Regions from separate parts of the Capsicum annuum genome. Here region 1 is linked to region 2. Evidence: chromatin contacts called from public Hi-C data. All regions are on one chromosome and are shown on one strand. Each heading gives the region's core, a stretch centred on a gene start, on an enhancer-like site or on the middle of the called end of the contact. The rest is flanking DNA. Distances are from core to core; before and after follow the strand shown.

Region 1 (6,101 bases), core at 3,590-6,089, 100 kb before region 2:
TTTTTTTGGGGGATTTAAGATTTGACTTTGTAATAAATTAATTTTTTTTTTTATTTGAATTATGTAAAAACTCTTAATTTGGGCTCAATTAATTTAATAAATTGTTCTTCTCCTCGCTCTTTCAAGCCTTAGCGTTTAATCACAATTGGAGTGATCGTCGCCATTTGTGTTGTAGGTTATGATGCATTGATGTATAAAAAGTGACAACAAAATATCCAATGATTGCACTTGGAGTATGTTACTAGGTGAGAAATTATTTCAGTAGTTCTACATATCTTTTTCATATCCAATCAATTTAACCGTTTATATATACAAGCCAACTATATTGATAGATAAAAGTATGTAATATTTTTGTCTTTCTCATATGTATAATAGACTAATAGGAATCCTTTTTTCCTCTTTGTTGTATTGAATGGTGGAAAACATTTTTCCTATTCCTTTTTCATTACTAATGAAATATCCTTCACTATTTTACTAAAAATTAAACAAATGATCTTATTTTATTTCTCAGTTGAAAAGAGATGTCTTGAGCAATCGGAGAAATACTTTGATAAATAGATTTGATCTTGATTGATTCAATTAAGAAATTAGTGTTTGTTCTATCATACAACAAAGATCATATTTTTTTCACTTTGTTCAAATAATAGTTGTACCCGTACAAAGTACAACTACTCTATTTGAATCTGATTAATAGGCCCTATCAGGTCAGTGCACTAAGGGGTCGTTTGGTAGAGTGTATTAAAAATATAATGCATGTATTAGTTTTTGTGTGTTAGTATTACCTTGTTTGATATCATTTTTTAAACTATGCATAGCCCAACATGTATTAATAATACACTCTATTGTATATTGGGATGTGTATTAGTAATACACATCATTTTTCATGTATTAGCTATGCAAGACTTTCAACGCATTTATTAATTTGCTAAATGACACTATTACCCCTAAAATTATTTTTTTGCTTTCTTTTTCCACCATATCACACTGGTCCTTTCCCACCATATCACCATTTCAGAGTTGCTTCTTCCAGATTAATAATGGGTGTTCACAAAAATTCTCAAATAATGAAGTTTTTTTCAACTTATTTGGCCTAAAGATCAATTGAAGTTTTGAGGCAGAAGAAATAACAAATATTTTAAGGAAATTCCTTGACAAATGCTATAAGACCAATCAATCAATTGAAGTTTTGAGCATGGAAATCACACACAGTAATAAAGTGAATAAGATCCAATTAAAGGATAAATGGAGAGTTGAAACTCTGATTCTTGGCCTAAATTTCAGAACCAAAAACAATACATACAATACTAGTGGGTTGTTCCAAATCTCTAATCAATGATAAAACATCTTGCTTGATCTCAGAATTTTAGTAGAGCTTACTCGCTGAAACAGAGAGAGATCCAATTTTGGAACCCATCAAACTTAAGAGGAATTAGGGTTTAGCAGTTTAGCAACAGGTGAGCAAAATTAATAGTATTTGGTTGAACTGAATCAGGAGCTGCTGCTAATTTCATCTATGCCTTGAAAACAAATGGTACAAGGAAGGGTAATTTGGTAAACAAGTATTTTTTATAAAAATTGTATAAATATATATTATCTTTAATACATCAAACCAAACAATGTGTAAAATTAATGTATGTGTAATTAATACCAGCATTATTAATACTTGCATAAATAATACAAGCATTATTAATATACCTTATTCAACATTATTCTTATACACTCTATCAAACGATTCCTAAAGCTTTCACAATTTGCGGGGTTAGAAGTAGACTAGACCACAAGATCTAGGGTAAGTTTGTTGCATACAATAAAACATTCTCTTATGTACTTTAATTTTTATATTATTTGTAGAAGACAATGACATATTCAATTAATATAATAACACTTGAAGTGATATTTGGGTAAAAAAAATAATTAATTAATATATATATATATATATATATATATATATAGTATAAAAAATGACACTATAAAAGGACAATGTAGGAACGTCAAAAGATTTTGGATAAGAGTTCTTTTCCTCTTGTAGCCAAATTATTGATATTGAGAGATTGAAGATCATCCAAAACACTCAAAGATATAGTGGTGATTCTATGAAGACAACTGGATACACACAGTGGCGGATCCAGAATTTAAGGATAGTGGGTGATTAAAAAATTAAAAAGTTGAGAAAAATAAAAAATGACCTCAATGAGGTTCAAAACCGAGTCAACACTTCCAGTAAAGCACCTTAAGATCAACCTAAATGTCAATGCTCCCAACCAACTTTTTGTTAGAGTGGGTGTTTTTATATGTTTTATACCTATTTTCATATATTTTCTGTGTAATTATACCTATTCCGCATCGATTTTAGTGGGTGCCGAAACACCCCAAATTATAGCATAGATCCGCCCCTGGATGCACATCTTATACAATAGATCTACAAATTCTATCCTACATAAAAACTAGACATTACTTAGTATATATGTAATTTTCTTCTTTAATATTAAATACACGTGCAACACATGTACACTAAACTAGTTACTTTATAAGAGCGAAGATTTGTACAAATATAATAAATTAAGGGGTATATTTATGTTATTTTTCCTAATTAAACATTCATACTAATTAAACCCCAAACCCAAATTCACATCTCTTGCCTCGTCAATATCATCCTTTAATTAACTTCGTCTCTAGTTGGCTTACAGAATGGACAGCGATGGTATCATACCATCGAGTGGATACCAAATATAACCAAATACTCAAGAAATTTTTATTCTTTTATTTTAATACTCAAGAACTCTATCAAAACTGTAATGTTTCAGTTTGTGAACTTGGGTTTGGGATTTGAGTAATATGAGTTTAATTAATTTAGGTGGGTCTTGGTCGGATTTAAAGAGGGGATTGTGTAATTTTGACTGAAATTGGGTTATTTTAGTTGATTTAAGAGTTTTTGCTTTTAAACGAGGGATATGTCTGAATATTTTGATCAGCAAGATATTTTTAACCTTATGAAATTTAATGCATTCACACCTAGTGAGGTCTGAGAAGGGTAAAATATATGAAGTTTATAGCACTACTTTCAAAGAACTAGAGAGGTTGTTTCCCATAAAACCCCAATTCAGTATCAAAAAAAGTAAAAAAAAGCGAAATAAAATAAGAAACAAGCTGAAATAACAGAAATAAAACACCCATAAAGTAATATTATACAATAACAAACTAAAGGCACACACCTCACCCAAACCCTCCCAACTAGAAGCTTCAGCCTATGTACAAAGCCCTAAGACTACTAGCCCAACCATACTAAAGCACTCCTAACTACTAGCTACAAATAATCCACACACACTAATCCTCTATCATAATCCATGTTCTCCATACATTTCCATCTGAGGTCATACCCTCAATAAGCTGTAACCGCTAATCAATATACCGAAAAGATATTTCAATCATGTTTAATATATAAATTATTGTTTGTATATTTAATCAATATGTAAATAATGTATATTTCTTGACAATCATTTTGATTGACGGCTATACAATATAAAAACCTTTATGTCAAAACTGGTTGAATCAATAAAGTGTCAGAATTTGTCTAATTTTTGTTTTAGGTTCAATGTGTGAATTAGTTTTTGCTTAATACTAGATCATAACTAGACCGGTCTAATGAAAATTTCTTTGTCAATTGTTAATTAACAAATAAAATTAATAAATTATTTTTCTTTTATTTATTAATCTTTTAAATCAAACAAATCATACCCAGTAAGTACATACTCTTTTGTTTTGTATATTTTGCAAGTTCCTAATTGAATACTCCCCCGTTTTGATATTAGTTGTCGAAATTTACTTTAGACACTTTTGAAGAAATGATAAATAAAAATTAGTTTTATCTAATCTATTCTTAATTATTTTAATATAATTAATATTATTTACTTTTACAAATAATTTATTTTAGAAAAATAAAAAAGATAATTCTATCTTGATTTTATAAACTATTATTGACATCTAATAGTTATAGTAATATTGACAATTAATATGTGTTAAAAGTGACAATTAATATAGTAACTAACAAAGTTGTTTCTTTTTTCCCGTTTTTCGAATTCAACAAGCTCTTTAATTTAAAATACGGAAAAAGTATAAATATATCTCCGAACTTTAATAAATGATACAAATATATTCTTCACTATATTTTGGGTATAAATATCCTTATCGTTAATGAAAAGATACAAATATATTATTATCACTAACAGCAGGACACGTGTCACTATCATATTCGTTTGCCCTTTTTAATTTATTTTATCGCCAAATAATTAAACCCACGCTAAATTATAACCCATACTCCATCCTAATGAATTCGACCCGACCCGATCTAATAGAGAATTCAACCGATACAACAGATGCATCTCTAGAATGATCAACATCACAAGATTGAACTCATGTTGAAAGTACTTCAACTCCAATCAGTTGAAAAACTCGACATTTTTCTTCATTTCATGTTTTATTCAGCACAATGATATTCCTTAATTTGCAATCTAAACAAGGAACAAGATCAATAATAATTATAGTCCTGATGTACTTATCCTCAAATTGTACAACATGTTATTCAGGTTGCATAAATGATTGTAATATAGCTTTAGCTTCCTTATTCATCTGGCCTGAAGAGTACCTCCCTGTAATGTCCCGACTATTTAACATCTCATAGAGTGATATCCTTTAATAGAATACTAATATCACGAGCACGTTTATTCTAACAACATCCAGAGTTAACATAGCTTTTCCTTGTGATTGTCTTAATAATGTTGAATACTGGGGTCATGTATTTACATATAATGTTCGTGCCAATGATAGAGATGTGGGAATAGAGACGTGTCTTTTGTGTTGCTTGAATTCTCTATGAGATTGGGTCGGGTCGGATTTATTAGGACCAGATATGGATTATATATAATTTAAGGTGAGTTTAATTATTTGGGGATAAAATAAATTAAAAAGGACAAACGAATATGATTGTGACACGTGTTCCGCCGATAGTGATAAGGGTATATTTGTACCTTTTCATTAACGGCAAAAGGAATATTTCTACCAAAACTATGACGAGAGGTATATTTGTACCATTTATTACAGGTCGAGAGTATATTTGTACCTTTTTCATTTAAAATATGCAGTTGATTCTGTATTACATAAAAGGGTGTCTTCTAATTTTTTGCCCAAATTTAAGTGAATTCATGTATTTTTACTAGCTAAATTTTATAATTCTAACTATTTTGTTGAGTGGGATTAATTATTCAAGACCCTGCGTACCACCTACTATTATTTGCTAACAACTATTTCGTTTCTTTCTAATTTTGAAGTTGTTACTATGCTAGATTTTTTTTTTTGTGTGTTTAAAAATTCTATGTTAGTGTCCAAACAAGATACTTTTAGGCTTTTAAAAGGTGTGAAAATAAAATATGAATAGGTATTTTTTTTTTAAAAAAACACCAAAAAAGGATACAATTTGAATAAGCACCTTTTCGGTTTGGATGGTTATGACCGTTTTAATAGGTTGTGACTTTTTCGAAGAGTTGTACCTTTTTCAAATAGTTACACCTTTATAAAGGAAAGAACCTTTCTGAACCATCACTTCTCTTCATGAAACAACACCTTGATGACTATAAATATCTAAACTTTTCCTCAGGTACAGATACAAAATTTTTGAAGAAGAAAACTCTCCTCTTTCTTGAAAAAAACTCTAGTATGATTTGCTATCGTTGAGTGCATTTGTAATTCGACAGAGTTTTAGGTGTTGCTATTCTATCGAATTGATTCATTTTATCCCGAAAGGACATATTCCATAGTCTCAGGCACTTGAGGGAGGGGGGATTGTTTCTATAAGGATACACCATGAATTTGGTAGACTTGAATCTTCTAATCTTCATCTTTTTCTAAATGTTTGATTTGCTATTTTTCAGAAAATAGTTGAACTTCATTTGTTGATGTTCATAAGCTGGGTTGGACTTATTGTTGAAGTTAAAAGTTGTGAATATAGAGTTACAACTTCATTTGATTGTTCATATGATTAGTTTGAACATGTGTTTGAAGTTCTTATTCTAAAATACAGATTTTACTAAATCCACAAAAACCAACAA
Region 2 (6,465 bases), core at 3,217-5,716:
AAAGGACAGTTTAGTGTACTAAAACTTTTGCTATGAGTAGGATCTTAAAAAAAATTCAATCATAAAAAATTTATTATACATAATCTTACTTTATATTTGTGTCAAAAACTTTTGAAAACTTGAACTGTAATTTTTTTATCACATGATAATAACTTACCGCTTTCTGAAGCTACGCTTCATTTCTAATGTGTGAAACAAATTAAAATCTTATTTTGTAAACAGAAGAATTAATAACTTTTAAAATGTTATGATATATATCAATTATAGTGAATGTCTATCACGATCAATTTGATGTCTATCAGGATTTGATGTATTTGTCTTTTAGTGTGAACTAGGGGAAAATTCTCTCTATAAATAGAAGGGCTTCCTTCATTGTAAATCATCCCTCAAGAGAAGAAATAAGAACCACTCTCTATTCTCTCTACTCTACTTCTTGTTCTTTATTATTTTATAACACGTTATCAATATGAGACTCTACCGTCTCAAATTTGAAGGCTAAGACTAAGATATGGATAATTTTCAAAGTAAGCTGTCAAATTGTAAAGATATATTTGATTGATTTTGGCACTACACATACGATATTCAAAGACGAAAAATATTTCTCTCATCAAAACATGGGCAAGATTAATGTCACTACAATTTATGGTAGTGCTAATTTGATTGAAGGATTCGGAAAAGCCATTATACTCTTGCCTAAGGGAACTAAACTCATAATAAATAATATCATGTTTTCTTCTAAGTCTCGGAGAAACTTGATGAGTTTTAAAGATATCCATGAAAATGGTTATCATATCAAGACAGTTGATGAGATGAATCTTGAATATCTTGGTAACACCAAGAATGTCTCTGGGCAGACATGTGTTATTGAAAAGTTCCCTACTTTATCTTCTGGCTTGTATGGGACAACGATTTGTGCAATTGAGGCACATTCTATAGTAAACTGGAAGTTTACTGATTCTAATACTTTCGTATTTTTGCATGATCGTCTAGGACACCCAGGATCAATAATGATGAGATGAATCATAGAAAATTCAAATAGGCATCCATTAAAGAATTTGAAGGTTCTTTCAAATGGTGAATTTTCCTGTAATGCATGTTATCAAGGCAAGCTGATTGTGAGACCATCGCCAACAAAAGTTGGGATTGAGTCCCTCGCATTCTTGAAATGCATATATGGGGATATTTATGGACCCATTCACCCACCTAGTGGACCATTTAGCTACTTTATGGTCCTAATAGATGCTTCATTTAGATGGTCTCATGTGTGCCTTTTTTTATCTCACAACTTAGTATTTGCAAAATTATTGGCACAAATAATATGGTTACGGACACAATTTTTCGATAATCAAATTAAGTCTATTTGCCTTGATAATACTGCAGAATTTTTATCCCAAGCATTTAATGATTATTGCTTATCGATTAAGATAAGAGTGGAACATCCTGTACCCCATGTTCACACTCAAAATGGCCTTACTGAGTCATTAATTAAACGTCTGCAGTTGATAGTAAGACCATTGCTTATGAAAACTAAGTTTCCCACTTCTGTTTAGGGTTATGCAATTTTGCATGCTGCAACACTCGACAAATTATCATAAATTTTATCTGTTGCAATTGGTTTTGGGTCAAGAGCCTAATATATCTCATTTGAGAATTTTTGAGTGCGGTGTATATGTGCCTATAGAACCACCAAACTGTACCAAGATAGGACCCCAAAGAGGATTAGGAATTTATGTTGGGTTTGAATCACCCTCCATTATTTGCTATCTTGAACCATTAATGGGAGATATGTTCACTACTCGATTTGCAGATTGTCAATTTGATGAGATAGTTTTTCCAAAATTAGGAGGAGAAGATAGTGACATCAAAATAAAAATTTTGTGGAAAAATTCATCACTATCTCATCTTGATCCACGTGCTTCTATTTGTGAGTAAGAAGTACAAAAGATTATTCATTTGCAGAAAATTACAAATCAAATATCGAACGCATTTACTAATTTGAAAAGGATCACCAAATCACATATTCTTGTAGAGAATGTCCCAATTCTAATTGATGTCTCTAAAGGACCATCCACTAGTGTCATAGCTAATGAATCTAAAGCACGCTTGAAGCGAGGCAGACCATTAGGTTCTCAGGATTGAAATCCTAGAAAAAAATGGTCAACATGACACTACGAAAGATCCTCATATGAAAGCTCAAGATTTGAGCAATGTTGATATTCCTGAAGGAATCAATGAGCCTGAGACTCAAGAAAATGAGGAACTATCCATAAATTTAAGTGATGTTGAAACTAATTTGAATCGATATAAAATAGTAGTGGATCCTGTCTTTGCATACAATGTTGCAATGAAAATCATGCAAGATAGAGAGGATCTTGAACCTCGATCTATCACAGAATATCGAAAAAGAAATGACTGACCAATATGGCAAGAAACAATCTAATCTGAATTGAATTCACTTGCCAAACGTGAAGTTTTTGGACCTATAACTCAAACACCTAATGGTGTTAAACCTGTTGGCTATACATAGGTCTTTGTGCGAAAAAGAAATGAGAAAAATAAAATATAAAGGTATAAAGCACGCTTTGTTGCACAAGGATTTTCACAACGGCCTGGTGTCGATTATGATGAGACATATTCACCATTTATTGACACAATAACATTGCGTCATATTATTAGTTTCACTATCCATGAGAGACTTGAAATACATTTGATGGATGTGGTAACAACCTATCTATGTGGATCACTTGATAAGGAGATATACATGAAAAATTTTGAAGGATTTAAAATGCCGAAAACATATAGTACAAAGCCTCGAGAAATGTATTCCATTAGATTGCAAGGATCATTGTATGGTTTGAAGCAATCTGAACGCATGTCGTATAACCATCTTAGTGAATATTTATCTAAAGAAGGTTATACGAATGATGAAATTTATACATGTGTTTTCATAAAGAAAACAACGTCAGAGTTTGTTATGCTTGCTGTCTATGTCGATGACATAAACCTTATTGAAACGCCAATAGAGCTTGAAAAGATAATTGATTACCTAAAGAAAGAATTTGAGATGAAAGATCTCAGAAAGACAAAGTTATGCCTTGGTTTGCAAATTGAGGATTTGACAAACGGTATCTTTGTCCATCAATTTGCCTACATAGAAAAGGTGTTGAAACAATTCTATATGGATGGAGAACATCCATTAAGTACTCTGATGGTTGTTCGATCACTTGATGTGAATAAGGATCCATTTTGACCTCAAGAAAAGAATGAGGAACTCCTTGGTCCTGAAATTCCATATCTTAGTGCAATTGGTGCACTAATGTATCTTGCAAATACTATAAGGCCTGGTATTTTCTTTTCAGTAAATTTGCTAGCAAGATATAGTTTTGCTCCTATTAGGAGACATTGGAATAGGATCAAACGCATATTATGGTATCTAAAGGGGACAACCGATATGGGCTTATTTTATTCTAAAGATTGCAGTTTCGATCTTGTTGGTTATGCTGATGCTGGGTACTTATCTGACCCTCATAAAGCTCGGTCTCAAATAGGCTATGTATTCATATGTGGGAGTACTGCCATATTTTGGAGATCAACAAAGCAATCTATCGTAGCCACTTCATCGAATCATGCTGAGATTATAGCTATTTATGAAGCAAGCCGAGAGTGTGTGCGGTTGAGGTCCATAATACATCTCATTCGAGAAAAATGTGGCTTGAAATGTGACAAAGTACCCACAATTTTATATGAAGATAATGCAGCATGCATAACATAACGAAAAGATGGATTCATAAAAGGAGATAGAACGAAGCACATTTCGCCAAAGCTCTTCTATACATATGAGCTCCAAAAGAATGGTGATATTGACGTACAACAGATTCGTTCAAGTGACAATGTGGCTGATTTATTCACCAAGTCTCTTCCAACTGTAACTTTTAAGAAGATGGTGCACAAGATCGGAATGCAAAGATTCAAGGATGTTCTTATTAGGAGGAGTTAATACGCGTTGTACTCTTTTTCCCTTACGAGATTTTGTCCCACTGGATTTTTCTTGTAAGGTTTTTAATGAGGTAGCCTATATGCGTATTGTTAGACATTCAAGGGGGAGTGTTATGATATATATTAATTATAGTGAATGTCTATCAAGATCTATTTGATGTCTATCAGGATTTAATGTATTTATCTTTTAGTGTAAAATTAGGGACAAATTCTCCTTATAAATAAAAGAGTTTCCTTCATTATAAATCATTCCTCAAGAGAAGAAATAAAAATCACTCTCTTTATTCTCTTTATGATTCTTCTTGTTCTTTATTATTTTATAACTTGAAAGTATTAATAGTAATATATAATTCTAGTCGAAAGTTCTTAATAAAATAAATCCACATTAGACCAGGACAAGAAGTCACTGAATGGTGGGACCATAAAAGCAAGCTGCCGCAACACGTTTCTCATAATGAAATCATTCATCAAATCTTTTTACATGATGATTTACACAATAAGACAAATGCATGCCTAATGAGACTCAAGTGCTCTTGGATTATTAGCCTCGAAAAAAGTATACAATTATTGACTAGTGAAAAAGATATCAGTTATTTCCTACTTTTCTTTTTCTTCTTCAATTTTCTTACTTGTTTCTATTATTTTGGGGGATTTTTCCAGTGATGTATTTGAGAATTCACATCTCACTATCGGTGCCATATAAACGGATGAAATTCAGTTTGGATGGTTCAAAGAGTTGAACTAATAACTAGGGATGGACATGATATAATATGATATTGTATTTAAAATTTTAGTATTTAGTTTTTAAAAATATTATACCATTATCGTACCATATTAATTTGGTATGGTGCAGTATTTTAACGTTTGGTTTTATTATTTTGCGGTATGATAATTGATAATCATAATTTATTTAACTTTGACAATATATATTCGTATACTAGAGTATTATTACTTCAACTTTTCAAAAACATGTGTTAATTGTATCATAAAAATGCATTACACATGTAGAAATATTGAAAAAGAAGTACAAACAATTCCTTTTATTAGTCAATTGCACTAAAAAGACATTTCAATCAAGATAGAATAGTGAAAGTTTCAAAGTTTAAATATTTTTATACTAATACTAAGTATTTTTTATTGTGTGTGTATATATATATAAAAGTTACTTATGTAACTATATATATTTCAGTATGGTATTCGGTATTTCGGTATGTCATTTGTAAATAACGTATATCATACCATATACCAAAAAAATTTAAAATATATACCATATACCATACCAAATACCATAATACCAAAAATCACGATATCAAAAATTTCAATTCGATATGATAATTCGATATATATGATACCATGCCCACCCCTATTAGTAACTACTTAAGGCAATCAAAGTCCCCCAAAAGACACTTGGGAGATTCTAATTAAAAGGAATGGATCAAGACTCAATCAGGAATTTAGATTCAAAATTTTAATCTTCAATACATAGATTCGTTTTAAGATAAGTATAAGTTAACTCAAATCTCTTTATCTAAGCTTTCAGACCAACCCCTAAATTTTAAAAGATATAAATTGGCCCAAAGTAGTAATAAATAGCAAAATAAATTAAAATAAATGGATTTATTACATGCTTTTTCGTGTTTAATAAGTTGTTCATGAAATGTTAACAAAATTATTTTCACAGATATTTAACGATTATCCATTTTGTTCTGGATTAAGCAAGTCTAATTTACAGAATTATTGTTAGGCTAACAAAAAAAAATGACAATTAGGGATCTATTGGAATTCTCACATTTATTTAAAAGATGATATTTTGAATGGGTCGGACCAATAGAATGAATTGAATGAATTCTGTATTATGAACTTTGTATTGCACACATAACAGGATCTAGGAAGACATACACAGAAAGAAATAGAGAAATTCAAATGAAGAAATCAACTATGAAAGGAAAGATGAATCAATGAGGGATATATCATATTCTATTTCTTTGAATCTGCCGAATCTTGTCTATTTGAATTCTCTAGATTCGAATTCGACTTGAGGTTTTCAATAATTAGTCAAGTATACCTTTCAAGTAAGTATAGACATTCAAATTCTTTTGAACTTAAGTAAAAATAATAAATATATTATTTTAAAGGCATTTATAAGTAATCTAGGAAAACACTATAACGGTTGAATGGAGGGAAGGGGGGAGGGGGGGTTCGACGGTGGTGAATGGTCAAAGGTTGGGGTGTTAGGTAGGTGGGAAGGAGACACATTTGGGATAATGTCACTTATAGAATTTGTTTTTCTTATTTTTATTAGTTTATTTTTCTTATTTTAAGAATTTTTTTTTTTTTGAAAAATTATTTTCAAAAATTTTGACCAACCAAACAAGAAAAATTTGAAAAGTACTTTATAGAAGTTATTCTCCTTCGTACCAGAACACTCAAAAACATTAGAAAAAAACTTATATTTTTAAATTATAAAAA

The links. A called contact is a pair of places that touch in the nucleus more often than the background predicts.
Region 1: a Hi-C map of placenta shows a contact between it and region 2, with 2.7 times the contacts expected there. The contact joins two enhancer-like sites. A contact is called at or near these places in 2 of 5 Hi-C or Micro-C datasets (leaf and placenta).

What each region holds. Positions count from the first base shown.
Region 1 is chr4:36,933,434-36,939,534 of UCD10Xv1.1, reverse strand. No RefSeq gene overlaps it. Among protein-coding and RNA genes, the nearest start is that of LOC107868042, 340 kb to the left of the region's middle. Within about 2 kb of position 4,839, at least 5 of the 5 cell types and tissues checked have an H3K27ac peak or open chromatin away from gene starts, as enhancers often do. A contact at or near this core is called in leaf, where this site is marked.
Region 2 is chr4:36,831,107-36,837,571 of UCD10Xv1.1, reverse strand. No RefSeq gene overlaps it. Among protein-coding and RNA genes, the nearest start is that of LOC107869728, 330 kb to the right of the region's middle. Within about 2 kb of position 4,466, at least 3 of the 5 cell types and tissues checked have an H3K27ac peak or open chromatin away from gene starts, as enhancers often do. A contact at or near this core is called in leaf, where this site is marked.